5 separate regions of the Mus musculus genome follow, and regions 1, 3, 4 and 5 are each linked to region 2. The links are chromatin contacts, called in public Hi-C and HiChIP or PLAC-seq maps. All regions are on one chromosome and are shown on one strand. The core of a region is the stretch at or near the end of the contact, and the rest is flanking DNA. Distances in the headings are between cores, read along the strand shown. Region 1 has its middle 22 kb from the start of Ppp1r21. Region 2 overlaps Gm4832 (predicted gene 4832). Region 3 holds the start of Foxn2 (forkhead box N2). Region 4 holds the start of Ppp1r21 (protein phosphatase 1, regulatory subunit 21). Region 5 overlaps Ppp1r21 (protein phosphatase 1, regulatory subunit 21).

Evidence for each region. A called contact is a pair of places that touch in the nucleus more often than the background predicts. HiChIP or PLAC-seq counts read pairs in DNA pulled down with a chosen protein or histone mark.
Region 1: an H3K4me3 HiChIP or PLAC-seq map of bone marrow-derived macrophages shows a contact between it and region 2, with 5 times the contacts expected there. The contact joins two enhancer-like sites. A contact is called at or near these places in 1 of 15 datasets of contacts at CTCF or cohesin (embryonic stem cells), 9 of 484 Hi-C or Micro-C datasets (the C10 cell line, the G1E-ER4 cell line, bone marrow-derived DN2 thymocytes and 6 more), 4 of 115 datasets of contacts at active chromatin or transcription factors (bone marrow-derived macrophages, embryonic stem cells and microglia) and 1 of 9 other capture datasets (embryonic stem cells).
Region 3: a Hi-C map of muscle stem cells shows a contact between it and region 2, with 2.6 times the contacts expected there. The contact joins the promoter of Foxn2 here to the enhancer-like site in region 2. A contact is called at or near these places in 9 of 39 promoter capture datasets (the 3T3-L1 cell line, 3T3-L1-derived adipocytes, the C10 cell line and 4 more), 7 of 484 Hi-C or Micro-C datasets (B cells, the C10 cell line, the HPC-7 cell line and 3 more), 5 of 115 datasets of contacts at active chromatin or transcription factors (the 230-238 cell line, bone marrow-derived dendritic cells, bone marrow-derived macrophages and 1 more) and 2 of 9 other capture datasets (adipose tissue and macrophages).
Region 4: an H3K4me3 HiChIP or PLAC-seq map of bone marrow-derived macrophages shows a contact between it and region 2, with 4 times the contacts expected there. The contact joins the promoter of Ppp1r21 here to the enhancer-like site in region 2. A contact is called at or near these places in 13 of 39 promoter capture datasets (the 3T3-L1 cell line, 3T3-L1-derived adipocytes, the C10 cell line and 7 more), 4 of 484 Hi-C or Micro-C datasets (CD4 T cells, LSK cells, bone marrow-derived macrophages and 1 more) and 3 of 115 datasets of contacts at active chromatin or transcription factors (bone marrow-derived macrophages, large pre-B cells and memory CD8 T cells).
Region 5: a contact with region 2 is called in an H3K4me3 HiChIP or PLAC-seq map of bone marrow-derived macrophages, with 7 times the contacts expected there. The contact joins two enhancer-like sites.

The regions. Positions count from the first base shown.
Region 1 is chr17:88,506,538-88,510,567 of GRCm38.p6, forward strand. No RefSeq gene overlaps it. Among named protein-coding and RNA genes, the nearest start is that of Ppp1r21, 22 kb to the right of the region's middle. Within about 2 kb of position 2,739, at least 115 of the 459 cell types and tissues checked have an H3K27ac peak or open chromatin away from gene starts, as enhancers often do. A contact at or near this core is called in bone marrow-derived macrophages, where this site is marked.
Region 2 is chr17:88,130,758-88,134,844 of GRCm38.p6, forward strand. Gm4832 (predicted gene 4832) reads left to right here. Exons shown (of 2, transcript NM_001190356.2): 2 at 1-426. The coding sequence ends at 359. Among named protein-coding and RNA genes, the nearest start is that of Gm4832, 7.3 kb to the left of the region's middle. Within about 2 kb of position 2,289, at least 103 of the 459 cell types and tissues checked have an H3K27ac peak or open chromatin away from gene starts, as enhancers often do. A contact at or near this core is called in 3T3-L1-derived adipocytes, adipose tissue, bone marrow-derived macrophages and 4 more, where this site is marked.
Region 3 is chr17:88,438,226-88,442,489 of GRCm38.p6, forward strand. Foxn2 (forkhead box N2) reads left to right here and starts at 2,479. Exons shown (of 6, transcript NM_180974.5): 1 at 2,479-2,659.
Region 4 is chr17:88,528,664-88,533,104 of GRCm38.p6, forward strand. It overlaps Ppp1r21 (protein phosphatase 1, regulatory subunit 21), which reads left to right and starts at 1,461. Exons shown (of 22, transcript NM_028658.4): 1 at 1,461-1,655. The coding sequence starts at 1,599.
Region 5 is chr17:88,548,686-88,553,176 of GRCm38.p6, forward strand. It overlaps Ppp1r21 (protein phosphatase 1, regulatory subunit 21), which reads left to right. Exons shown (of 22, transcript NM_028658.4): 5 at 809-973; 6 at 1,106-1,164; 7 at 1,977-2,071. Among named protein-coding and RNA genes, the nearest start is that of Ppp1r21, 21 kb to the left of the region's middle. Within about 2 kb of position 2,741, at least 109 of the 459 cell types and tissues checked have an H3K27ac peak or open chromatin away from gene starts, as enhancers often do. A contact at or near this core is called in bone marrow-derived macrophages, where this site is marked.

The DNA.
Region 1 (4,030 bases), core at 1,489-3,988, 380 kb after region 2:
GACAAGGTTTCTCTATGTAGCCCTCGCTCTCCTGGAACTTGATCTGTAGACCAGGCTGGCCTCAGAGATCTACCTGCCTCTGCCTCCTGAGTGCTGGGGTTAAAGGTGTGTACACCACCATCTTGCTTATTAATTTTTTAAAGTTTTAAATTAAAATTTATTTACCTCCCCACATTCCTGTGTATGTGTCCCGTGCATTCTATAGCACGTGTGTGGCAGTCAGATGGGGGGGGGGGCGGCGGCGGCGGCGGGGGTGTGTGTCTCTGCAGGGGTCAGGCAGAGAAGCAAAGGGAGAAGAGAAGAGAATGAAATTCCGTTCAGCTTTGTTAGCCAAGTCTGCTATCGGGTGGTTTATTCCCAACATATTTAAGCCCAGTATAATTTGGTGGGGAAAAGTTTCCTGGTATAATACAATCCCTGGTGCACCCAAATAGACATAATTACATGAAAACGCGACTCAGGGCACATACCATTTCTTCCAAGAAGGTGATTTCTTGAGATATGCTTTGGCCTGGACTCAGTCATACAGATAGCATAGAGGCCATTTGGGCTATTAACCACGTCTGGTCCTGGATTAAGAACTTGGTGGAGCCTCTGGCTACAAGGGTCATTTAGACAATTAGATATTGCAGTCCTGGTTGATATAGCCTGGCCCAACAGATAACGAGGATCACAAGACTATTGATCACTTCCAATTCTCACTTTCCCATTGGAAAGACTGCTGTGTGCTTAACATTCTTGGATTCTCTGGGGAAATCTGTGTGTGCAAACACTTTAGTGCTGTGCTCCCACAGAGGACAACACATAGGACTTGATTCTGTCCTGTTGCCATGTGGCTCCCAGAGATCGAACCAAGGTGGCCAGGCTTGGCATCGAGGGCCACCCTGCCCGCAGCCATCTCAGAGACCCATTTCTGTTTTTTGAGACAAGATCTTCCTGTATATCTCCAGCTGGTCTGGAGCGCCTGATCGTCTTGCCTCCGTGTCTCAAGTGCCAGGATGACAGAAGTGTACCATCAGTGGCCAGATGGAGCTGCTCGCAGAGGATTTCCTCCTGGCCTGCCAGGAGCCCTGCCTGCCTGGCCTTGGGTCTGGGGCGGGCTTCCTGTAAGTCTTTCCCAGCGTGGTAGATGGACAAAGGCAAGAGATGGAGCCATTTGACTGCGGGCCAGCCTTTGCTTTCCTGTTTAGCAATGGAGGCATTTTGTAAATGATTTTCTTTTTTTATTTTTATTTTATTTATTTATTTACTTATTGGTTTTTCGAGACAGGGTTTCTCTATGTAGCCCTGGCTGTCCTGGAACTCACTCTGTAGACCAGGTTGGCCTCAAACTCAGAAATCTGCCTGCCTCTGCCTCCCGAGTGCTGGGATTAAAGGCGTGCACCAACACGCCCGGCTGATTTTTTTTTTTTTTTAAGAACAAATTGTGGAAGCATGCAGAAAGTGTGTTTGTAACTTTCAGTGCTATTATTGCTATTATGTTGCTCTCAGCCCAAATCTCCTTTATCATGCTCAAACGATCATTTTTTCTGTTAACCAAACCGTTTGACTTACATCTGTCGTTCTAGGAACATTGTCATCCATCACAAATACTTAACTGCAGATAGATGTTTATATTTCCATTTTTAAAGCTCATTTATTGTATATAGCTCAGTCTAAATAACCGGAACTGTAATCTCATAAAAGCTAAAAATGAAAGGGAATTTGTAAAATTTATTTTGCAAGCAAATAAGGTGTAAAAATATTATCAAAAATTTTCACAGGGATGTTGTGGGATCTCTATAAAAACAGCAACTTTTTTTTTGGCGTCTAGCTAGCATGTAATAAATGAAGTCACCACAAAGTTTATACTTCCAGAAACAGGCATGCCCTCAAAGACATCTCTCTCTCTCTCTCTCTCTCTCTCTCTCTCTCTCTCTCATGCGAGTGCGTACATGCGCTCTCGCTCAGAGTCCTATACTAACGAATCTCTGTGACCCAGGCCCAAGTCCTGAGCGCTCTCTGCAGCACACCTATCGCAGAGCCCTGTGTCTAGTTCTGTCTGTTGGTTTGTCCAATGCTGCCTTGGTACCTGCATCTCTTTGTTTCCTGTTCCACAATAGGTTACAAGCTTACAAGCACCACTTTCCACAGTGTTCTCTTCTTCCTAGAGCTTCGTACTCTCCCCAAAACTTTCCTTTAACCTTGGCGCCTCCCTGAATCGTTCTCCTCTGTACTCCACCATCAGTCTGCCAAGAAATCCAGGTGTATTCAGTCATGCCCAGAACCTGCTAGCTCCTCGGGGCCTCCTCTACCGCTCACCTCTGAGACTGTCTTATTCCCCCACTACCAGACTTCCCTGGAGCCGGGCTTCTACCCTACTGTCTCCTTTAGTCCCCGCAGGCTCTGCCCTCAGCACTGCAGCAAGTGTGACCCTGTATCAGGAGTCAGACACTGTCAGCATTAGCCGTCCTGAGCGGCTGAAGCTGGGAGCTGATCGCTCCTAGATCTCTGCTCAGACTTTACACCTTTACATACACCGGTGCCTGGTGGAATCAGCAAAGCTGCAAGCTAGTGCTTTGATTTCTCTTTTAGAGCCGCGTTTCCCAGTAGCTGGCCACTCCCACAGTTACCCCCTTTGGAACAGTTCAGAAAGCCTGCCCATGCCTTCTGCTTCTCTCTCTTCCTTGCCTGTGCCACGCCAGTCCCTCCCTTTGCTGTTCCCCAAATGTGCTGCACACCCTCTGCTCCCAATGCCCAGGGCCCCGCCCCCAGGCGCCTACACCTCTCATCTGTGAGTCACCATTCAAGAGTCACTTCTCCCTCTCCAACTCCCCTGACCTCTTCCCCTTTCTACTGCCAACAAAATTCTGACTTAGTGTAGCATGCATCACTAGAATGCCCCTCCAGGAGGTCAAGTATTTGACTGTCCTCTGTACAGCTGTGTCCCATAGCTCAACCCAGTGTCCCTCGGTAAGCCACTCATGTACCCACTGACTGGGGGACCAGATCAGTTCCCATCTCCTTTGTAATCTTGCCAAGCTCTACACTTCTCTCCACCACGGGAGCGTCTCACTCACTACCCAGCCCCGACTGTGGCTGTATATGAATTCTTCAGTACCTACCTCAGTGCCCAGTGCACATGACAGCCAGAATTTTTTTTATATTATATATTTTTTAAAGATTTATTTATTTATTATATGTAAGTACACTGTAGCTGTCTTCAGACACCCCAGAAGAGGGCGTCAGATTTCGTTATGGATGGTTGTGAGCCACCATGTGGTTGCTGGGATTTGAACTCCAGACCTTTTGGAAGAGCAGTCGGGTACTCTTACCCACTGAGCCATCTCGTCAGCCCGACAGCCAGAATTTAATTATCACAGTCCTCGTGATAGCACCGTTTGGATGGCCCGGAGTGGGCAGGGATCAGGAGATTTGGAGAATGTGGGACAAAAGATGGTGGTCTTCTGTAGTCTCAGCTTTGAACATGACAGGTATATTCTCTCTCTCTCTCTCTCTCTCTCTCTCTCTCTCTCTCTCTCTCTCTCTCTCTCCTTCCCTCCCTCTCTCTCCTCTCTTTCTGGATAGGGCTAACCTAGAACCCACCCCCTAAGTAAACAAGGCTGTCTTGGAACTCACAGAGAGCCACCTGTCTCTGCCTCCCCAGTGCTGGGATTGAAGGCGTGACTACAGAAAGCACCAGAAAGGGGAAAAAAAAAAAAGTATCCTTTGTCGTGCTCCTCCCAATCTCTCTCATCAGCTGTCATTCCTGTCTTTGCGAAGCCTTCCTCTCCCTTGCTCCCCAGGCCTGTTTTGTACACAGAGGCAGTGCCTCAGTGATGAGGGGCTTTCAGAAGGTTTCTTGTTCTCAAATACTTTCTTACATCCCAGCGCTGCGATCCTTGGGGTCTGTTTGCACAGTCTCAGGGGAGAAAATGACAGACGTGGAGGATATTTTTAATTTTCAAATGGCTTTATGGGGGTTCAGTGCTTGCCTGGCATAATGATCCCAGCACTCAGGGAGGCCGGAGTTATAAGTCACCCTTAGATT
Region 2 (4,087 bases), core at 1,039-3,538:
ACCGCCTGCTTCAGAGGAAACAGGTGGTCATTGGTGTCCTTCATCCTGGGAAGGCAACAGTACTAAAGACAGAAATTCGGGAAAAGCTGTCCAGAATGTACAAAACCACACCAGATGTCATCTTTGTATTTGGATACAGAACCCACTTCGGTGGTGGCAAGACCACTGGCTTTGGCATGAGCTATGATTCTTTAGATTATGCTAAGAAGAATGAGCCTAAACACGGACTCGCAAGACATGGCTTTTATGAGAAGAAAAAGACCTCCCGGAAACAGCGAAAGGAACGTAAGAACAGAATAAAGAAGGTCAAGGGCACAACGAAGGCCAATGATGGTGCTGGCAAAAAGCAAAAGGAGTAGATCTGCGGTGACTCGATGTTTTGCTGTGATGTGCAGATTTCTGAGAGGACAAATAAACTAAAAATAATTTCTACAAAAAAAAAAAGACTTGTCATGGTCATGTTGTCTCTTCATAGCAAAGGAATACTAAGACAGTAATAAGATATTTGTTCAAAGAGATTGATTTGTAGCCTTGTCTTAAACTCATAAGTCCTTTCTTTCTGAAGAGGACAGGGTGGGAATTCAGAGCAAAGCAGGAGGGTGTCTGCTCTCCTGAAGGCCATGGACCCAGCCATTTGTCTCCTGTGTCCAGCAGATGCACAACTTCCTTCAAGAGATCATAGCGTAAAAATACTCCCTGGAGGGGGCTGGAGAGATGACTCAGCGGTTAATAGCACTGACTGCTTCCCCAAAGGTCCTGAACTCAAATCTCAGCAACCACACGCCACCTGTAATGAGATCTGACACCCTGGTGCATCTGAAGTCAGCTACAGTGTACTTACGAATAATAATAAATAAATCTTTGGGCTGGAGTGAGCAGGGACTGAGCAAGCACTGGAGTGAACAGGACCAACCAGAGTGAGCAGAGGTCCTAAATTCAAATTCCCAGCAACCACATGATGGCTTACAACCATCAGTACAGCTACATGTACTCATATACATAAAATAAATAAATAAATCTTTTTTAAAAAGTACTCCCTGGAGTCTACAATATACAACTTAAAAAAAAAAAAAGTTGCTGCCGCTCATGTGAGCAGGGTCTCTTGTTTAATGTCTTGTGTAATCACCACGTGCTGGGTAACGGCTACATTAAATCTCACCTTCTGGGAAAGCTCATTGTCTTTTATCAACTTGAACGATGACTAGCAAAAATCCATAGCCTTCTGCGCCCCTTCTGCAAGGCATTCCTTCTGCGCTGCACCCTCTTTATAGGGAGTAAAGTGTGCATTTCTTGAACTGTAATTGGCCAGGAGTGTCATGGGTTATTCGGAAGACTTGGTCAGGGGGAACCCTGAAGACAACAGGCTCTTACAGTGCAGCTGAGAGCCACGTACTCTGCTTTCTTCACACCAGGAATGCATGCAACCTCAGACCTAGCAGGCAAGATTTCCCAACCTCATGACTTCAGGGCATTATGTTCTGCCAGGGGTTGGCACTGGGAAGGGAAGATTGGTCCAAAGCATAAGGAGGTTAGGTATTTAAGTTTGTTGGGAAAAGTATCCCGACTAAAATGTTAAAGGAAGCTTTTTTACAGTTTATTAGTCCCTGTGTTAGAAATTTGCCCCACTGAGGCAGATAAGTCACCGGTATTCCTTCTGCTGTTGTCCAGCCTCCAGCACGTGTTCGCCAGCCCAGGTCACCTTTGCAGTCCCCTGTCATTGCGTCCCTGCATTCCTTCTTGAGGGCTTACGTGTGTGTTTGGGCTCACTCTTCTTTCCATAATCTAAGGCATCACAAATCATCATCATCAAACTTAGTTCTGGTCCGGACGTGAAGACGACATCTGCCGGAGTTTTGTACACTTCGGCTACTGGTGCCAATTTCTGCCTTTTGTACTATTGTCTTCCTAGGGTAAAGGACATCCGTGACCATTTGTTTCCTCCAAACTAGACACTTAGTCATGAATTTCCCGGGTCACTCGTGATGACAATGATCCTCCAGCAGCCAAGATGAAAAGAGCCCAATCAGAACGTTCAGGACAGAAAACATAGTGAGTCACCCATGGTGAGGAAATTGCTGTCTCCTCAAAATCATTACGGAGAGGAATCCAGAATCTTCAGTTACCAAGCGAGGTCTGCTTGACAAAGTCCACACCACTAAAACAAATAACAACGAAACCAAGCACCACTTGCAGAAATGGGGTCCAAGAAGGCTTGGTTTCACAGAGCAGCGTGGAGAACAGCGTGCTGCTTTGCGATGCCTGTTGAGACAGAGAGTTTGGGCGAGTTCCTCCCAGAGCTGGATGGTTGGTGTTGTAATGGGAAGCCAGCTCACGAGGACGGCAGAGTGTGGAGAGAAGCGCGGCTCTCCGCATTTTCTCAGTTGTGGTCTGGCAGCCAGGAGACACAGGCCCCACTGATGCAGTCCTCTCCCCTCAGAAGCAGATGAAGGAAGCAGGAGCTCAGGATGCAGGTGCAGAAATACAAGCTGGGCGCTGCAGGAGGCATTGCATGCACATGTCAGCGGCTCGATTTCCCAGGACTGAGAGAATGCTGACAGCCGTATCAGACTGTGGTAACTTCGTCCTTGTCACATGGTGCCATTGGAAGGAGAAATGACCATGGGCTGCCTAGAGGGCAGAAAACTAGTGCTGTCAAACCTTAAGACTAGAAATTCCTCTTGGGATCTCTTGAACCACTGAATAAAGATGTATGTATAAGAACGCTGGCTAGTAATGGTGGCACACTCCTGTAATCTCAGTACTCAGGAATCAGAGGTAGGCAGATCTCTGAGTTCAAGGCCAGCCTGGTCTACAGAGTGAGTTCTAGGACAGCAGGGAATACACTGAGAAACCCTGTCTTTAAAAAACAGACTAAAACAAACCAAAACAAGAATGTTAATCTTAGTATTAAAAGCAAACAAAGCAAAACACAACACAACACCGTGGTCTTAATATAGCACAGGCTGGTCTTGAACTTGACAGGTAACCCAGGCTGGCCTTGAACTTGACAGGTAACCCAGGCTGGCCTTGAACTTGACAGGTAACCCAGGCTGGCCTTGGACTTGACAGGTAACCCAGGCTGGCCTTGAACTTGACAGATAACCCAGGCTGGCCTTGAACTTGACAGGTAACCCAGGCTGGCCTTGAACTTGACAGGTAACCCAGGCTGGCCTTGAACTTGACAGTAGCTGAGGATGATCTTTAACTTCTGAGCATCTCACCTTCATCTTCCAAGCGCTAGGATGACATATGTGTGTTATCATGCCTGGTTTTACCCCAGCATTTTTGGAGCAGGAATCTCTCTAAATGGAGAATGAAATTATTTATATATAAGTATATTCACACAAAAGGATACCTTAGAAACCATGTAAGTTAGATCCGGACAGATACACAGAAAAATGTCAGCAGAGGTTTTCCTCTGGGTGACAAAATCTCAGGTTTTGTTTGTTTCAGAAAACAGATTTATTCGGTACCTTGCAAGGGGGTTGGCAGTAACAAGACTACTTGTTGATTTTTTTATAATAATAAAAAATGGACAGAACTCGTTACTCTTTAGTAATTATAAAACTGAGCTGTTTTCCTTCTTCGTGATAGGGCTACAAATATGTAGTTTGTAAATTCTAGGAATTAGGGAAGGCTTTTGTTGTACTTTTCCCAAGTAGGGGTAAAGCCTTACCTGTTATTCAGTGTTCTGTTACTATAACAAAATACCAGAGTTAACAGCTTGTAGAGAGAAAGGTTTATTTGGACTCATGATGTCAGGAGTTTTTGTCCCTGGTTAGTTAGTTGGTTTGGGCTTCTGGGGAGGCTGACATCATGACAGAAGGCAGTCAGTCGATCAATACTGCTCACCTCATGGCAGAGAGCAAAGAGTGAGAGAGAGGAGCTAGGATCTCAATAGTCCTTCAAGGCTTGTGACCCAACTTCCTTCTCTTGGGTGCCTCCTCTTAAGGTCCCACCACCCCCAGAGGTACTAGACGCTAACAACTGAGTCATCACATGGTCCCCTGGGGGACACTTCTAACCACAGTAACTACTGACTAGTAACTACTAACCCAACCCTTGCAGCAAGAAGCCATAAGAGAAT
Region 3 (4,264 bases), core at 1,229-3,728, 310 kb after region 2:
AAAGGGCTTAATGAATGAAGATGCAGAAAATTCATTACTTGACCTTGGATAGGTATATTTTTTTCTGAGTTTATCTATTTTATGGTAGGCTGGCTCCTGGGGTGATTTATCTCTGAACTATCTGCAGCTTTCAAATTTTATGATTCCTTCGGAGTTCAGGAAGAGCATTTAGCTACTTGAGTTTAAAATAGATGCAATGATGAATGGGAGAAAGAACTACATAAAATATAAGTTCATTCTGTATTTCAAATACTGTACTAGCAATATTAGTCCATCTTTGTCAGAAGGTGAAAGGCTAGCAGATAACCTTGGCTGAGACACTGACGTTGTGGCTGCTTTTTGTCGTTATTGTTTGTTTGTTTGTTTGTTTTGAGACAGGGTTTCTCTGTGCAGCCCTGACTGTCCTGGGACTCTCTCTGTAGATCAGGCTGGGTTTGAACTCACAGAGATCTGCCTGCCTCTGCCTCCCACGTGCTGGAATTCAAGGCGAGCACCACCCCTGGCTGAACTTGGTTTCTTAAAAGCCAACTTTTCTTGCTCTTCCTTTCCTTCTCGTGCTCTTTCTTCTGTATCTTCTTTAATTTGTCTACATGAGTGGGGGGCAACAGTGATGCTATGTAAGGAGATTTGCAGTAGATGTTGCTCCTCCGCTGAAGCACATCTTACATTTGCCCTGAGATTTCGTACTCTGAAGAAAACTGGGATTCTCCGGGACTTTGAAAAGAAAACAAACAAACAAAACAAAATGAAATAGAACTGGTAGGCGAGCTTACATGGATCATACGAATAATGTTGTTTGTGGAATGAGGGAATCAAATATTTCTGGCTTTGTTCTTGTACATCGGGGTGCCTACAATTCCTCTGCATCTCTGCCATATTCACAGCTCATCTACTTTACTGCGAGCAGATAGCCTGCTTCAGTCATTTTATATGCAAAGACATTGAATAGTCAACATCCCCTCATCAGGAACCAAATGAAGCTTTGTTGAGCAAGCAGACGGGCAATGTCTCCGTTTTAGAGACCCTTTCTCTTAATCCATTTATATCTGTGTGAAACAGGTATCAGTAGCATGGTTTTTAAAGAACTGGGTATAGAAATTGAAAGGTTTAATTTCCAGGTTCATAATGATAACAGTAAACTCAAACTATAGTTTTCTTTTAGAAATTCAATGGAATAGTCCTCTCTCTCTCTCTCTCCCTATGTAGATGGCCTTAAACATTTGAGTCTCCTATGTCCTCCTTCCAAGTTCCAGGATTACAGGAATGAGGCACTATACCCTGCTTTCCTTTTGAGACAGACTTCTTTTTTTTTTTTTTTTTTTTTTTTTTTCTGAGGCAGGGTTTCTCTGTGTAGCCCTGGCTGTCCTGGAACTCACTCTGTAGACCAGGCTGGCCTCGAACTCAGAAATCCGCCTGCCTCTGCCTCCCGAGTGCTGGGATGAAAGGCGCGCGCCACCACCGCGCAGCTGAGACAGAAACTTCTTATGAAGGCCAGGGTGACCTCTAAATCTTGGCACTCCTCCAGCCTCACCCTACCCAGTACTGATACATAAACCTTCACTGCCAAGGGCAGTTTGATAGGCTACTTCTAGGCTTCAGTTTCCTTCTATGTAAAGGGAATTCCTGAAATTGTAGAGTTGGCAGATTCACTAAAACATGAAGCAACCAGAAAGTATACCCCGAAGGGAATGTCCTTAACATTAAAAATTATTCTACATTTGTCTGCAATTCAGAATTAACTGGCCACTCCCGTTTTATCTAGCAGCACTGTACCCGCAATACAGTGTAGGCAATACGTGTACAATGCATATTAAGTCCTTATTACTGTACACAGCAATTAGTGAGAGCTCTGTACATTTTTGTTGTTGCTGTGTTGCCTTTTATTACTGGTTTTTAATTTGGGAGACAGAGTCTCAGAAAATCTTTAGTAAAATTTGGATCTGATTCCAAAGCCCCATTTCCCCTCTAAAATCTGCTCTGCATAGAGTTTCCACGGCACTTCAGTCAGAAGAAGGTAGCGTTGTTCTCAAGAAAGCTTCCCGGTCCCCACACTTTCAAAGCCAAGGGGCTGTTCGGGCCGTCGCGGCAGCCCCAGCACACGCGTCGCGGGCGGACACTCGCGCGTCCCGCGCCAGCTCGTCCACTCAGCAGCCGCGCCGCGCCTCGGTCGCCCTCCCATAGGTCCTTCCGGGCGACAGGCGAGGGCTTTTCATTTTCCCGCCTGCACGCCCAGCTCCGTAAACCTCAGCGTCCCCTCGCTTTGCCTTCCGAGCCCGCTCCACCCTTCCGGACGCCACCTTCCCCCCCACCCGCCTGCAGGACGACAGCTCGGAGGGGCGGCCGCCGCCCTGGTAGGAGGCGGGACGAGGCAAGGGCGGGCTGCGGGAGGCGGGACGGAAGGAGGGGCGGGGCCAAGCGCCTTGGCGCCGCGTTGTCATGGCAGCGGGGCGGGGAGGAGGGGAGGAAGCGAGCAGGCGGGAGGGGTGGGGGGGGGGGGGATGTGGTGCTGCGGCGGCCGCCACCGCAGCTGCCACTGCCTGCTCGCGCCTGGGTGTCCCGGAGGCGGCTGCTGGGAGCCACGGGAGCAGCTGCGGTGCTCTGCCATATTGTGTCTGGCCCGGCCCGGCCCTCGCCTCTGGTTCGCGGCGGCTGAGTGACGGTGAGTCCCCGGGGTCGCGCGGCGCGGCGCGGCGCGGAGGCAGCGTGTGCGGCCGGCGCTGGGCGTGGGGGCGCGGAGGCGGCTGTCCCGTGACGCGCCGGGACATTTTTGTGTCCCGGGAAGAATTGGCGCCCCTGCGCGGGGGTGTACCCGGCGCGCGGCTCCGGCAGAGCGTGGGCTGCCCCGGGGGTGTGGAACCGAGGCGAGCACGGGTCCCCGGGAGTGAGGAGTTAGGAGTTTTCTCCCGAGGTAATGACCGTACCGGAGGGGGCGTCGCGCAGTCGGAGCCACAGAGGGCAGAGGACGCCCAGGCGGAAACCTGCGACCCCGGGAGTTGCTGCTCTAAGAGTCCCGGGGAGCCCGCGCCAGCCACGTCGCCGCTCCGGCTCCCATCCGAGCGGGACGCGCGCGGCGTGGAGTCCCAGTCCGGGGCCCGGCCCGGCCCGGGCGGGATGGCTGGGCCCGGAGAAGTAGTGCCCAGGAGGACTCGCGTAAACTTCGGGCGCGGGGCCCCGATGTGGGGTGGCGACCCCAGCCCGGTTCTCGCGGCCGGAGGCGCCCCCAAGCCTGGCTGGCCCGGGCCGGGGGTGGGGTGGGGTGGGGTGGGGGTGGGACTTGGACTGTTTCGGCGTTGCAACATGTGCACTTCCTGTTCGCCATCTCCTTCGGGGCCGAGGTTACTTCTGCCCTCCGGCCCGGCGCTCGGGCCGGGAGGGTGCGCGGTGGTCCGCGGCCTTGAGCTTGGGTGCCGGCCGGCGTGCAGTGCCCGGCAGCCCGAAGCCGAGCCGGGGAGGTTAGGGGCAGGGAGTCCACGTGCTCGGTGCTCGGTCTTGCACTGCAAACTCCGCCCCCGGCTGCCCTCCGGCAAAATGCCTGGGTTCCCACCGCCGCACCTCACGCGAGTTGGGGGTAGCAATTTCATTGGGAAGCCGCGCTCTCGAGATCTTCTTGCACTTGGTTTCTGCTTTAAAGCTTTCCTTTTTCCACCTTTTGGGTGGCGGTGGGAGGAGTCATAAGTGCAGAGAAATGACAGACTTTTTTTTTTTTTCCCCTACTTGCAACTCCGCTGTGAGCGGTTAATTATTTCCAGGTTAGTTGGTGCTCTTTTCTCCTGTCTTCTGATTGTGACAGCCACGTGGCCGGCTGAGTGCAATAGAGTGCTCTAGCGGCCAGAGAGCTTGAGGCTTCTCTCGCAGCAGGGGCTTTGTAATGGTATAGTCTTGGCTTCTGCGCTCTAATAAGAGGAAGTGGAAAAAGCCGAACCGATCACATCTAGTTGTTTCACCTGAATCGTAGAATGGCTTTCCTTTGCAATTCTGGTAAGGTGTCTATTGCCATTTTTGCCATTCGCTGCAACTTTGATGATTCATCTTAAAATTTCAGCAGTGTTAGGTATCTTCAAAGAGCGACAGGGCAATGTCTTTATAAAAAGAGTTCCCCGACTCTTTAGAAAAATCGTTTTAATTTCAAAGCCAATAACGAGCGATTCTAATGAATCTGAAATGATAACATTCTGGCATTATTTCGGGCTTATGAAAAAAACTCATTTGTTTCTTTTTACACAGATTAGCAATGAAATTATCTTTTTAAGGATAAATACTAGTT
Region 4 (4,441 bases), core at 211-2,710, 400 kb after region 2:
TCTGAAGTCAGCTACAGTGTACTTACATATAATAATAAATAAATCTTTGGGCCTGAGCAAGCAGGGACTGAGTGAGCCAGGCCAGCTGGAGTGAGCAGAGGTCCTAAAAATTCAATTTGCAACAACCACAAGAAGGCTCACAACCATCTGTACAGCTACAGTGTACTCATATACATTAAATAAAATAAAAATCGGAATAATGTTACTTCACATATTATGGAGATTATACACACACACACACACACACACACACAGTACATACTGTGTGTGTGTAGTCCAGACTGCTCTCAAACTTGACTTCCTCATGCCTCAGCCTCCCAAATGCTAGGACTGCTGGTATGACTAAACATGTCTGGCTACTTCCACTTCATAATTTTTAAGATTATTTATAGTATATTACAATTCACTATTTTTTTTTTAAAGACAGAGTTTCACTGGCTGGCCTGAAACTTAATATGTAAACCAGTAGAGATCCATTTGCCTGTCTGCCTTCTAAGTACTGAGATTAAAGGTTTATACAGCTGCACCCAGTGCAATTGACTTATTTAGCATAATGTTCATATGTATGTGTTTGTGTACAAATGTAGTTCATTAGTTTCAACTGTCATATTATGTCTCAAGAAACACATATCTTTCTTCATTCATATTATTCTAACAAGAAATACTTCAATGCTATACCTACATTAATCCTCAACAGAACTGTCAAAAATATTTTAAATGAAAAGGAGCAGTTTTTCATCATAAGGTATCTCAAGATATCTAGTCTAGCCGTTTTTTTTTTAAAAACAAAACAAAACATTAATGGTCTTTACATCTCAATGCGTGGTAGAAATTTTCAGAAACTGTATGTTCTTTTACGGCTTAAAATGTTCTGATAGATGAATAAGGGTCAGGGGCGGGCATGTGGCATTTGAGTAGAGAAAGGTCAATGACAAAACACAGAAGACAATGAAGGTTTTCTGATCTGAGAAGGGGAGAAGGGCAAACGGTATAAATATGTGCTAGGTTGGACGGTTTACAGTGTAGCACAAGTCTGGGTATCCAGATAATGAATGAGAAGGCGGAAAACAAGCTTCCAAGAAGCAAGCGACTGACGCTAGGCGGTTGCTATGGCGACTAGGGGACTGGGTAGCCAGAATTCTTGATGTTCTTAGAATGCTTCTCCTTGCATCCTCTGTCTCTCCCTTCGGTGTTCCATCCATTCCGTAGGCACTCATTCTCCTCCCGCTTGATTCTGGCTCGCCCGGAAACGGGTCGCCATCTTCCCGCCTCTTCCAACATGGCGTCTAGGGTCTCAGGAGGGGCAAAAGCACCGCACAGGCGGGTCCGTCGGGCCGCACATGCGCGAACCGGAGCACCAGAGGGCGGGGCGGTGATGTCAAGACGTCGCCCCGCCCCCGGTGGTCGCCCCGCCTCTGGTCCCGCTCCTCCTCCCTCCCGCCTGGAAACCCGGAAGTGGAGGAGGAGGAGGCGCGGCGGCGGCGGCGGTGCTGCAGAAGCTGGCTGAGCCCTGCCCGGGAGGAGCAAGTGTGGGGTTGGGGGCGGGGGGCGGGGCTCGGCAGCCCGGGCGGCCAGGCCTGGACGGGGCGGGGGAGGCCATGGCCTCCGCAGAGTTGCAGGGGAAGTACCAGAAGCTGGCTCAGGAGTACTCGAAGGTACCCATCGTGGGTGGGGGAGACAGGGGTTTCTGGCCCGGAGGCCTCAGCTGGCCGTGGCAGCGATTTGGGATGGTGGGGGGGATGCAGAGGGCTCCTCCTCTCCTCTCCACCTCCTGCTTCCACCATTACGATGCCTCCACCTGCAGCTCCATGGAGATAGGGCCGGGCGGTGTCTGGGTCCGTGTGCGTCTCTGCAGAAAGGAGCTGGAGTTTGAGTCTTCCTTCTCGCTGGACCAGCAGGCTTAGAAATGGAATGACAGAAATCCAAGGCACAGCTCTTGGTGCTAGCCTGAGGGGAAGGGAGGAATGAGGGACCACCCTATGCTCTCTGCTTTCTCAGTTCGCCCGATGATGGGGAAATCACCATCTCCTTTTCGCGAGGAGATGCTTTTAAAGTTAAAACGACTTATTTGCCACCACATCAGTTTGGGAGCGTAAACGGCCTCATTGGGATGGGTGCTTTGGAATACAGATGTTGTCGCCACTGATTTTGACAGCTTGGGTGGTGGGGCTGATGTCTTTTTCTCTTGCACCTTCCTTCCGTGGAATGGGGCAGTGCACACCGCAGGTTCTCCTTAAATACAGAATTATGCAAAACAGGGACCCGGCCTTCTGAAGTGTCAGTCTTTCAAATGGTGAAACCTTTTTCTTGGACAAGGGTGGTGCAGTTTCTGGGTAGGGTTTTCTGCCTGAAGAATATTCTAATGAAGTTATTAAAGCAGAATCTCACGCCTTTGAAAAGGATTCGGTAGTCGTGTTTAATTTCCAATTATCTTGGCATTCACAGAAGCAATGAAAAGATTTCGCCCTTTTTCTAATTTGAAAAAAAAAAAAACCCAAGTGTACGACATCCCCCTTTATGATTTTATTAAGCTTGTATTTGGGAAGGTAAAGTGAAATATAAAGAAATGATACTGGCACCTAAGCGTGCACCCTTAAGTCCTCAGCATCAGATGGGAGCCTTGATGGCATTCAGCTTATCACTCACCTTGTCCACTCCCTTTGTAGTTCCGTCTGAAATCCTCGTAGACTTCTGTGGCTCAGCGCCTGAGATAGTGCATTGTCTTTTGGGGGAGGATTCCCTTGTTTGGAACAGTTCCATATAACGAAGGAGGGTGGGTGGAGGATGGCAGTGCCCAAATTTGCCACTACTATTTTTGGTTGAAAATGTTTCATGCATATAAAGTAAGGGGCCCGATTTCCATCTCTGGAGGGTAAATAACTTTGAAAGTTTGGTTCCAAATGGCCAGTGAGTAGAGTTCCAGAAGGGCTCAGAGCAGTGGCCGTGTTGCGGGAATAATTATATCACCTCCTAAAGTAATGAAAGGCATGGAAAGGTTTTATTCTTTTGGGTATGTTAATGTGTTCAACAAACTCATGTTATATGTGCACCCCGCAAGCAGTGTGCCAGGCTCAGTTGAGAAAGCCGGAGTTCAAGCTGCACAATCACCTTTAATAGACCCTTAAATTAGCGTGGCCTGCAATTATGATACAGTGTAGCAAGTGATGGTCAGCGCAGCTCAGAGGAGAGGTCACTGGGGAAGGGGGAGTTCCTTACACTAGGGAGTAGGGAAGGGGATGAAGAGAGTGGTAGCTTTCCATGTAACTCGGTTAGCCTATGCTGGCTGTCCTGAAAACATCTTAAGATACATGGCAGGCAGAGTGTGGTGAAGGGAGAGTGGGCTAGATCATGAGGGCTGTGGATTTCAGATAAGATGTGTGCAATGGGAAGGTCAAAGAAACCCAACCATCCATCTGTCCATCCACCCGTCTGTCCGTCCATCCGTCTATCTATCCATCTATTTATTAGTGTGTGTGTGTGTGTGTGTGTGTGTGTGTCTCTGTCTGTGTCTGTGTGTGTGTGTGTGTGTGTGTGTGTGTGTGTGTGGGTGGGGTGGGGTGGGGTGATGGTGATGGCGAGGAGGAGGAGACAGCTTTTGGGGGTTGATCTTCTTCTTCTTCTTCTTCTTCTTCTTCTTCTTCTTCTTCTTCTTCTTCTTCTTCTTCTTCGGGGTTGATCATCATCATCATCTTCTTCTTCTTCTTCTTCTTCTTCTTCTTCTTCTTCTTCTTCTTCTTCTTCTCCTCCTCCTCCTCCTCCTCCTCCTCCTCCTCCTCCTCCTTCTCCTTCCTTCCTTCCTTCCTTCCTTCCTTCCCTCCTTCTTCTCCTTCTTCTCCTTCTCCTTCTTCTTCCTCCTCCTCCTCTTCCTCCTCCTCCTCTTTCTCCTCTTCTTCTTTTCTTCTTCTCCTCCACCATGTAGATTCCAGGAACTGTACTGAAATCATCAGGATTGGTGACAAGTGCCATTAATGGTTGAACCATCTTGTCAGCTTCCAAAGGTCTCTTTTACTGAGGGAGTAACATTACTCTTTGGAAGGAAATTGGTAACCATATGGTAGATAGGCTGGAATAGAGATGTTCGGTTGTTGGACTACACTGGGAAGAAAATGTAGGCTTAAGTAAGTAAAGTTGGTATCTGGAGTGGAGAGGAGAGTTCAGGAGTTTTGGTTTAACAATACGTTTTTTTTAGCTTACCGGTTTTGAGAGCCTGCTTCCTTCATACCACTGGGCTCAGGAAAGATATGAACAGGGTATAAACTGTTTGTCCTCAGGTCTCTTCAGGACTTGGTAACTAAGGGAAGACACAGAGTTTGACAAAGCTCTGAGGTGAAGGATTGTGCTTGCCATAACCAAGCAAGGTCAAGTGGGAGCAAAGCGGTGTTTTAAAGATGTAGACTTGGAATTTAGGGATGCAGAACACGTGAAAGTTGCATGTTTCCTA
Region 5 (4,491 bases), core at 1,491-3,990, 420 kb after region 2:
TTTCATGGTCTGTGGTGTCTAGTTGTTTCTTTGTTCATGGATTGTTAGGTGTCTGGTGGTGGTGGTGGTATTTTTGAGGCAGCGTTTCTTGTAGCTAGCATTGACCTTGAGCTCCCTGTGCGGCTGAGGATGTTTTTGGAATGTTAGTTCCCCTGTTTGCTTTCCCAAGTGCTGGGATTTCAGGTATCAATCACCATGCCCAACTTTGACAGATCTTAGGGTCCGTGAGATGGCGCGGTGCATAAAGGTACTTGCTGCCAAGACTGACTCCTGGAATTCATACGGTCCCTGGGACCATAAAATGACTCTTGTCTTCTAACCTCCACACATGCATTCACATAAATAAATTACATGTAATTGCAGAAAATTCTTGAAAAATTTGATCTCAGAGCACTTTAAATCTAAGTATTCATAACTCTTAATTAGTATCAGACTCATTAAGGAAAATAGCTTTGTAAGTTTTAAGACCAGTGCCTCAGGTGAATTGCCTATGAATAGCTGTTCCAAGTGGAGATTTGTGGGTCTGAAAGAGGAGGTATAGGCTTGTGGGGGGCGGGTAAGGGGGCTGCTGTGTTTTACTGTCCTGTCTGTTGTCTTTAACTCTGAGGCCAGTGACACACCTGTAGGCTGTTCCATCTCTGTAGAGGAGGGGTAAGACTGTAGACCCCTGTTCCTTCTGTCAGTAAGTGCTCTGGTCCCGTTAGCTCACCTCCCGCCAGCCACACTGCAGCCCCAGGACGAGTAGTGGCTGCCACCCCTGCTTGTTGGCCCTGGGATCTTTAGAAGAGACAGTGTCTTTTCCTCACAGTTCTTCGAAGCGGACGAGCATCACAGGCACGTGGAAGCGGAGCTGAGGAGTCGGCTGGCCACTCTTGAAACAGAAGCTGCTCAGCACCAAGCTGTGATCGACGGCCTGACCCGGAAGTACATGGAGACCATTGAGAAACTCCAGAGCGACAAGGCAAAGCTAGAAGTAAGCCCGCTGCGCGGGGTGACGTGTCAAGATCTAGCCCCGGCTCCTCTGAGCTTTGAGGTGCTGTGTGGGAGCTCAGCCCCTAGGCTGAACTGTCAACTTTTCTTTTCTTTTTTTCCCCCCCAAATTCAGGTAAAATCTCAGACTCTAGAAAAGGAGGCCAAGGAATGTCGACTGCGAACAGAAGAATGGTGTGTGGGGACAATGTGGGAACACGGGCTCTAAGGGAACAATGTGGGAGCATGAGCTCTAAGCCGCCCGCCCTGAGATCAGACGCAGCCCAGGCTCTCTTTAGCTCTCTCTTTTTTTTTTTTTTCTGTCTCTGAGTTGATAAGACTGGAGCAGGTCACTGTGGGGTGGGGCCGCAGCATCTGACAAAGTAGTGTCTGCTTGGCCTCTGCAGAAGGTCTGGGAAGTCTTACTCTCAGGCCTCCTGGACTGGACTGGGTATTTGTGTTTCTGACTCTCCTGGGACAGGGACTGCCTAATATTCCTCAGCAGGAAACCCGACAAAGCAATGCCAACTTCTTTATGGTATATTTTGAATAAAATTGAAGTTATAGGATCTAATTGAGAGGTTTCTAAACCTCAGAGCATTGCAAAGCAATGTACTAAAGACATTCATAGTCTTAATGTTTTTTTATTTCTTTTTCTTCTTGGTATTTATCTGTGCTCAATGAAACAGAAATCATCAGCCTTTGAACTCAAAAAATAAATTGGTATAATACTTAAAAACTGTGCAGGGATAGCTGAATGCACAGGGGTAGCAGAGAGTAAATCTATGACTCAGGCTGTGCAAGAGACTGGAGCCGTGGCAGATCCCAGAAGTCCCTGCGGCTTTGCATGGGGCTGGTGCCGCCATCACCTTTGAACAGCTCTCAGCAGAGTGTCCCAGATGTTGGCTCAGCTGTCTGAAAGCTCGTTGCCAGCTCTTGGGGTAACAAGCAATTGACGATTCACTGATTGGTAATAATGTGGTTTTGTGGGTTCTTTTTTCTTCCAGTCAATTACAGTTAAAGAATCTTCATGAAGATTTGTCAGGTAGATTAGAGGAATCCTTATCAATCATCAATGAAAAAGTCCCTTTTAATGATACAAGTAGGTATTACATAAACGTAAGTTTCTGTTATTTGTATCTTTGAGTCTATCTGTGGTAGCCAATAAATTAAGATAATTTCTAATCTTCTCAGCTAAACAAACAAATAAACAAACACCCAGATTGACCCAGTGGAGGGCTCTGCCTGGCTCTCCTGATCAGCTGTGGCTCTTTCTTAAATTATCTCTGGAGTGCTCCAAAGCCAGTGTTCTTGGGAGATGGCCAGTGCGTGCTTTTAACTGCATTTCCCATATCCCAAGGTGAAACCTACCTGCATATGAAGTGGTTGGACATTTGCATGAGAGAAATTGTTCAGTGGGTTTGGGGGGTATGTACGAATGCCCACAGTGAGATGTGTCTTTTTGGCCTGTTAGCTTCTGCCTCTGGGGAGTCCCCAGTGACAGGAAGCTGTTGCAAAGCCTAGCTTCTGTTTCCTCCCATTCCTGGGGATGACCTCGTAGCTTCCACATCCTGAAGTGACAAACGAGAACTTAAACAGTGCTCTGGAAGAGCACTCATGTGCCGTTATTTAGATATTTAGCCTTTAGGTAAGAATGAAGTGAAACTCTTGAAAGCAAAGAAAATATTTGTTTGGGAAGCCAGTGGGAAGGCTCAGCGGCAGAGGTGCTTGCTGCCAAGTCTGACACCCGAGTTCAGTCCCCAGAACCCACATGGCAGGATGAGAGCACTGACTCAGCAAAGCTGTCCTTTGACTCCATCTCCGTGGCAGTCAGGGCTTGCTCTCACCTGCTCCAGTAAATAAATGAGTTTTTAAAAATTAGAAAAATAAAAACATTTAAAAGAAACTTTAAATGTGAAGCCTCTAGTCAAGTTAATACTTGCTTCCTTTTTCTATAGCTATGTTTGAAATTCAATTTTCAGTTCCCTTAAATTTTTCTTAGAAAAGCCCAGAGGGAACAAAAAAGAGGAAAGGGAAGATAAAACAGTGCTTTGAAGGCACTGACATCAGTGTTCAGGGGCTGGAGAGAGGGCTGGACACAAGAGCACCAAGTACTCTTTCAGAGGCCCTGGGCTCTGTGACCACCATGCTCACAGTAGCTCACAACTGTATAATGCCAGTTCCGGGGATCTGATGCTGTGAGCATGCACGTGCTACACAGATGTGTATTGTAATTGTTTTTGTGACTAATTGTTTATGGAGGCTAGACACACAAGCACATAATTAAATCAGCATAGGCCATTTCTGTATCAGCAGCCTAAATTTCCCCTTGACAACAGTGCTGTTACCAGCTTCTACATTAAGGTGAGCGATGGCAGTGCACCTCGGCTGTGCTGGGAAGCCCTGTAGGTCATTTCCTCAATACTCTCTGTGTCAGTTAATGAGAGGGTATTGCAACTTTTGGATCATATGCACGTATCCTTCCGTTTCCAATAATTACTTGTCGTCCAGTTTTAGACTATTGTCACACCATCTGTGGGTTGGTTGTCTTTAGATGCTTAGATTCGACTCTGCTGTACAGAACCATTTGGAGTCTCGAGGGAAGGGAAGGCGCCCTCAGTCTTGTGGGTGATTGGAGCAACCTTCTCAGAGGAAGTATCCAGACTTGCATGCAAGAGCCAGTTTTTGTTTTGTTTGTTTGTTTGTTTGTTTTTGAGGAGGCAGGAAAGAACCAAGGGAAGAGAAGCAGGGAATTTCAGAGAGTGTAATATATGGGATGCAAACTACCGTGATGTCTGAGGAACGGTAGTTAACTGTGGCAGTAGGCTCCGGTCAGGGGATGTGAGGGACAATGGCCAGTCAGTTCTAGGGTAAGGACTTAGGACTTATTTACTTATTTACACGGCTTTGAGGTGCAAGGAGAGTTGTTTGAGCCCCTGTCCTGGGATTTCTGCACCTACACGGTTAGTCTGGAGCATAGAGTGGGAGGGGGGAGGGCTTCTGTCAGCCGACATGGAAATGTGGGCCTGAGTGAGCAGGGAGGGACAGGATCTTGTGGAAGAGGAGAGTGGTTAGGGGAGGCAGGGGAGGGGGAGGGGCAGAGCACGGGGAGTGCAGACAGAAGTAAATGCAGATGGGGAGCTTGAAGTTGTCAGTGAAAAAGAGGGAAGGTTTATTTGGGCTCGGCCTCAGGGGTGTCTGTTGGTGGTTCAGATGTGCCGCTGTAGGGCCTGTGGTAAGGCAGAGCATCATGGTGGTGGCAGGAAAGGGCAACAGGGAGGCAGAGAGAGGAAGGGGCTGGGGTCCCATATCCCTCTGTAAAGCACTTTTTCAGTGATGTAATTTTCTGCATGGGATCTCACCAGAACGTTCCTTCCACCCATAATAGCACTGTAACATGCCAGCTGCACCTTTGACCTCTGGCCTCTGGGAGGTGTCTGTGGTCTAAGCTGTTACTGGAGATGGGGAGCAGGATGTGAATAGTGAGGTGCACCTGGGCTCCGTCCGGGCGATGGAAGGGTT